Regions from separate parts of the Mus musculus genome. Here region 1 is linked to region 2. A link is a contact called in public ChIA-PET data. All regions are on one chromosome and are shown on one strand. The core of a region is the stretch at or near the end of the contact, and the rest is flanking DNA. Distances in the headings are between cores, read along the strand shown. Region 1 has its middle 6.1 kb from the start of Gm32018. Region 2 overlaps Slc9a9 (solute carrier family 9 (sodium/hydrogen exchanger), member 9).

Evidence for each region. ChIA-PET counts read pairs in DNA pulled down with a chosen protein or histone mark.
Region 1: a contact with region 2 is called in an RNA polymerase II ChIA-PET map of memory CD8 T cells, with 12 read pairs. The contact joins two enhancer-like sites. A contact is called at or near these places in 2 of 115 datasets of contacts at active chromatin or transcription factors (CD8 T cells and memory CD8 T cells).

What each region holds. Positions count from the first base shown.
Region 1 is chr9:95,315,159-95,318,198 of GRCm38.p6, forward strand. No RefSeq gene overlaps it. Among named protein-coding and RNA genes, the nearest start is that of Gm32018, 6.1 kb to the left of the region's middle. Within about 2 kb of position 1,788, at least 32 of the 459 cell types and tissues checked have an H3K27ac peak or open chromatin away from gene starts, as enhancers often do. A contact at or near this core is called in CD8 T cells and memory CD8 T cells, where this site is marked.
Region 2 is chr9:94,689,892-94,692,789 of GRCm38.p6, forward strand. All of the region lies in intron 2 of Slc9a9 (solute carrier family 9 (sodium/hydrogen exchanger), member 9), which reads left to right. Among named protein-coding and RNA genes, the nearest start is that of Slc9a9, 21 kb to the left of the region's middle. Within about 2 kb of position 1,585, at least 182 of the 459 cell types and tissues checked have an H3K27ac peak or open chromatin away from gene starts, as enhancers often do. A contact at or near this core is called in CD8 T cells and memory CD8 T cells, where this site is marked.

The DNA of each region.
Region 1 (3,040 bases), core at 538-3,037, 630 kb after region 2:
AGTGATGTAACACATCTGACTCAGTTGTTATCAGCACTTAGAACTGAGACTTCAAAGCCCCACTCTTCCCTCCTTCCCTCTGCCCACATCTCAGAAAGTCAGTAAGAAAATCCTGGTTCTCACCCCTGTGGTATTTCAAGTCACACAAACCCTCTACTGTGCAGAAACCTTCACGAGACGTCATACAGTACCCATCAAACATCTCTAGCTTCCTGCTCACACTCTTAAGCCATTTTTTGATCTCCTCAGATCTACTGTGTTTTCTCCAGAAAGTGCCATGAACAAAGCTCTGCATTTCCTAAGGGGTGTGTGTGTATGTGTGTGTGTGTGTGTGTGTGTGTGTGTGTGTGTGTGTGTTTGTGTGTCTGTGTGTCTATGTGTATCTGTGTCTGTGTGTATGTGTGTCACTGTGTGAGAGAGAGAGAGATAATATCCAACTCAAATTCTGAGCCAGTTTTAAGGCAATGGGCTTTCCAGTCACAGCAGATGACCTCAGGCATCTGTGTCCCAGGGCTGTGCCACATAGGAGTGGAGTTTAAGCAGTACGACATGGAAAGCTGCATTTTCTAGAGGCCATAGTTGGAAAGTCAAAAGCAGCCAGGTGGAGTGGTGCACACCTTTAATCCCCACACCCAGGAGGCAGAGGCAGGAGGATCTCTGTGAGTTTGTGGCCAGCCTGGTCTACAGAGCAAGTTTTAGGTCAGTAAAGTGAAACCCTGTCTTACAAAATGACAAAAGAAAGTTTAAAAAAATCAATAGAAGACAAATTCTAACAATATAGTTTGTTTAGCCCAATATGTTCTAGAAATTCTCATTTCTACACTCAGCCATCTTTAAGTAACCATTGTGTGTCTCTGTTTTCCAAGCCAAACATCCAGAATTCGGGGAGCACCGGCAGCCAAACCCATCATGGCCTGAACCAACCTCACTTCAAGTGTTTAAAACACACATGTGCCAGACATGGTCTACCAGAAAAGGTTTGTGCCAGAAGCTCCCAAGGAAAGCATCAAGTTTTAAAACCAGCATTGTCTACGAGAGACTCATGATAGTCAAAAATAGAGGTGACATCCATTAGTAGCTGAATTCTCACTCAGTAAGAATCTAAAAGGTAGCCAGGCATGGTGGCAAATGTCTTTAATACCAGCATTCAGGAGGGAGAGGTAGGCAGATCTCTGTGAGTTGGGGGCCAGGCCAACCCAATCTACAAAGTAAGTTTCAAGACATCCAGGGCTATTACACAGAGAAACCCTATGGAAGTTAGCAGGGAGAGGGGGTAGGGAAGGATGAGATCAAACAGCAATGCTACAGATTCCAGATTCCAGGCCAGGTATGAGCACTGTGAACCTTGGAACTCTTTTGAATATATACATAGCTGTTTCCCTGAAAAGCACGGACCCCAAGAAGACTATAAGGTCAAAAATCAATGTCTTTGGTGTTTGCATCCACTCTTTTCCTCCTCTCCCACCCTCACTGCTTAAGCTCAGACATTCCTTTCTTTAATTACCTCTAGATGGTAGAGCAGTGTGTGGACTGACTGTCTATGCCCCGCCCTATTCATAAGAGCCCCAGGTGGTGGCATTAGGACTGGTCCTCCAGGAGATGAGGAAGCCAAGAGCAGCAGAGCTTGGAGTGAAATCCTTGCTCCTCTCAAAAAAACCACCGAGGCGCTCTTGCTTCTACCACATGACGACAAAGCAAGAAATTATCGGGTGCCTCTCTGAAGAGATCCGCAGCAGAACCCACCTACACCAGTACCCTGATGTCACACATCCTGTCTCCAGAATGCGTTTCTGTGGGTTGTATCCACAGGGGGTATGGCATTTGATTATAGAGCAGCAGTAAGAAGTCTAGACAGGAAGTGTGTGTTGATAGCACTCACTGTATCACGGGAATCCTAGATCTCCTAAAACGGGCATCTAAAATGAGGCATTTCCTGATCACTGGGATGCACTGTGTTCCCCTAACCCTCAATAGCCCTGTGATGAATCATCATTTTATTGCCATAGACAGACACCAACAACAAACCAGATTCAGAGAGGGTAAGCAAGCTGCTCTAGGTCAAACAATATATAAATGGCATGCTCAACATTTTAAGCCCACGTCTGCCCAATTCTGAGCCCCAATCTTGATAATCAAAAGAAGAAGATAAACAAATGGATTATAGCTAACGTCCCAGAAGGGAACTACCTACATATTCCTCATCTTAGTAAACCCAGAGAGTCAAGTTCAAATCTTAACTCTGCAGCTTGGAGAACTCTGATTTGCTCTGACATATTTGTTCAGACAAACAAAGTAAAATAAAGATGAGAATGTTTTCATCACGAATGGATAAGGTAAGATGATTGACTTTAAAAAGTACCTGCTGCTCCCATACATTGTGCTGCTCTCCATTTCTGACACTGGGGGATAGCTATAAGTTAGATGAACATCCAGCTCTCAGGAATACTGACAGTAAACAAGGAAAACTAACAAGGCCACCCCCAGGGATTGGTCAATGTCAAAAACTAGTGAAGACCTGGTATGGTAGAGCACATGTTTAATCCCAGCACTCAGAAGGCAGAGACAGGAGAATTTCTGTAAGTCTGAGGCCCTCAAGAGCTACATAGTGAGACCCTGTATCAAAAACCAATAAGTAAGAACAATAATTAAAGGAGACAGGGCGTGCAAACTGCTCGACCCTAGGCTTAGCACAAAGAGGGGATCGCTGTGAGACATAACATGGGCTTTGTTAACAAATGTCATTGGCTGGAAGCCAATATCCATTTCTTAATTCTCCTTGGAGACTGGGAAATCTACATCAAGGCACTGGCAGATTTTGTTCTGGTGAAAGTCCTCTTGCTGGTTGGAAGGTGGCCATCTCTGTGCTGTCCCCTCTCCAAAGAGGGCTCTGGGAGCTTCTTTTATAAGGATGCTAATTCTGCACACAAAGGCTCCACCCTCATAGCCTGATCACCTCCCCAAACCTCCATCTCCTTCTGCATCGCACGGAAGTTAGGATTTCAACATATGAAATTGGTAAACTCAAACATTCAGACTAAAG
Region 2 (2,898 bases), core at 335-2,834:
CCCTTGATCCTGAGTCCTGACCACTAATACCACACACTGGCCAGGCTCTCCAAAGGGCTCATAAACAAGGGGCTGAGGCCCAACGAATTTTAGCTTCTCAGGCAGCAGGAGGTGGGAGGTTCTGGGAAGAGTTCAGGAGAAGTCCCACAGAGTCGGGCACTGAAGCCATCACAGAGCTCCTCTGGATCGCCTTCCTTCTTGGCGTGTGCTGAGTGAGTATTCAGCCTTGGTTTGTACACATTAGGACTTGATAGTCAGTTTTACTCGTAGAAGAATTGAGTTGAAGCCTAGATGGAATGCCAAGGATTTGGGGAGTCTGGAAGGAATTCCCATGTAGTGCCACCACCTCTTAGAAGGTTTTCAAAAAGCAGGTGCATTTCTGGGGTGGTTAGACCTTGGTGGTACTTGGAAACAGAGCACAGCTCTGTCCCTTCATGAACTCCTTCCAATAGGAAAGGATAAAGCTGGAAAATAGAGAACTATGGCATTTAGAGCAGCAGCAGTATACTGTGTGCTTCTTCTGAAGGTAGACTTCAGGAAGTACCATATGCTAAGCCCGTTCTCTTCATGCTCAACACAGGTAAAAATGTAGGATAGAAAAGAGTTATCTGCCAAGTGAAACCAGTGCTACCTATGCCATGAGAAAGGCGCACTCAAAGCAGCTGGCTGCTGCTGTCCTGTCCTGCACTGTAATGTTTGATTCTCAACACCATTTGCTAAAGTTCTTCTGTGGATCCAAAGTATCTTTAATTTTAACCTTTGGGGCCAATATTATTATGTTATGTTATATTATATTATATTATATTATATTATATTATATTATATTATGGCTTCACAAATGTGAATTTGTTCCAGATATTTAGGACTAAACAAACATTCTTCACTTTCATATAAATAGGAAGTTTAAATTTTTTCTTTTGAAGAGGAAATGGAAATTTGAAAAGTAAAAACAAATAAACAACCAGTAAAAACAACAAACAAACAACCTAAACATCAGGGGTGGGGACGTAGTTTGGTGATGAAGAGCTTGCCCATCATGTGAAAGCCCCAGATCTGACCCAAGCAACCAGCAACAACCCTTGTCTATTGCTAATGTTTCTTTCATTTATTCTCTGTCTTCAATGGACTGAGTCTCCACAATTACACTTCTGAAATAGACATAATTTCTAGGAGGGTACTTACTAGTAAGCCGGAGGAAAATAGTACCAGAATAACACCGTAATGCTAAAGTGCAGGTGCCAAAGGTTTGTATAGACCCCCAGGCACTCAGAAGTGCTGCTGTCCTGTGGTGGCAGGGCTGTCAGGGAGGCTTACAAGGAAGCATCCTGATGGACTCTAGATGCAACTGTGGGAGAGGATGGGGTGAGGGTGGGAAGACATCCCAGTCAGAGGGAGGGGCATGGTATACAAGTGAGAAAAGCAATAAATATCCCAGGAAACGAAGCATCTTCTATTTTTTGGATGTATGGAAGACCAGAAAACTGAGGGCAGATTCGACTATGGGAGCCACTGAACACCAGGTTGGCCTGTTCACGCTAGTCAGCAGAGAAGGGGGATGTTAACAAAGGCAAAGGCTTAGTTTGGCTGCAGCAGGCAGGAAATAAAGCAAAAGCAGAGACAGCACTTGGGTGGAAACCCAGGGGCAGGTGGAGAGGAAGGACAGGTGGGGGTCGGAAGGAGGGGAGGAGCTACTTGGTATTCCCCTGTGAGTTCATAGGAAAGGGGATGGGAAAAATGGAGAAGGAGTTGGATTATAGGGAAAACTCACAGTTTTAACACATCTCATCATGAATATGTTCATGTGTGTTCTAGCACGTTATATATTTACACTGCTGAGCTGCAAGGGCGGGTAGTGCATTGAACTGGGATGTCGGGTGGATCGAGTCCCATTTCAAAAGTTGTCAGCACTGTTAAATTTATCACTTCTACCCCCCATAAATCAGATGACTGCAGTGAACCGACAAAGGAAGCTCCTCCGTGAAAATTCTGCTAAGTCTCCACTTCCTGTTTGAAAAGTGACACTGTCAGTTGCTTAAGGGAAGTGGTTTGGGGTTCTGTATACTGCTGAGTAAAAAATGTGCTATTGTTTCAAAAAAAGGGAATCTGATCCCCTCCCAGTAGGTCACAGAGCTACTATGTGACTAAGACTTGTAAGAATGTTAAAAACAAACAAGCAAACAAGACTTACAGACACAGCTAACTATATGCCTTTAATTGGGCTCTTCCCTTTAAGGGAATCAGTTAATTAAGTCTGCTTTTCTCACTGTCCATATTTCCCTTTTGATTCTTACATGTTTATCTATCTTTGAGCCTTCCAGGCTTTTACCGTGTGACATTCTTGCACAGAGGCCAGGGCCAGAGCTCTTCTGGCAATAGGAACAGTTTGATCAGGCAAAGTCAGGAGATAAATATGTGCAGTTAACAGTGGGGCACTCTTGGGAAGGATACAGGAAGGCTGGGGGGACGATCTCCTCCTGTAAAGCTTTTCTAGACACGCTGGGAGGGAGAGCCCCAGGGTGATTAATCGCCATAAGGGCTTGGAGACGCTTTGGCAGGCTACTCACGGTGTAGTAGGTTTTATCCATCCTTCACATTCTACAGAAACAAGCTGCGGTGATTCCTGTCTCTCTATCTTGACCAGTCTTGGCATAAGAGGACCCCAGTGCAGCTCAAGCTTGCAGAGAGGACCCTGAGGCTGCCTGGACACTAAGGGGCTTTCATTTAACCCTTAGTTAAGAGAACACTTGTTATAAAGAAGGAAGTTTACTTACAAAATTTATAACTTGTAAATTGTAATAAAGAAGCAGTCCCACTGGGTTGGTCTGAGGTGAGGGCAGCAGATGGTATCACTTCACAGTGGCACAACGTTCAGGAAAAGATGGTCACATCTCAAACAGG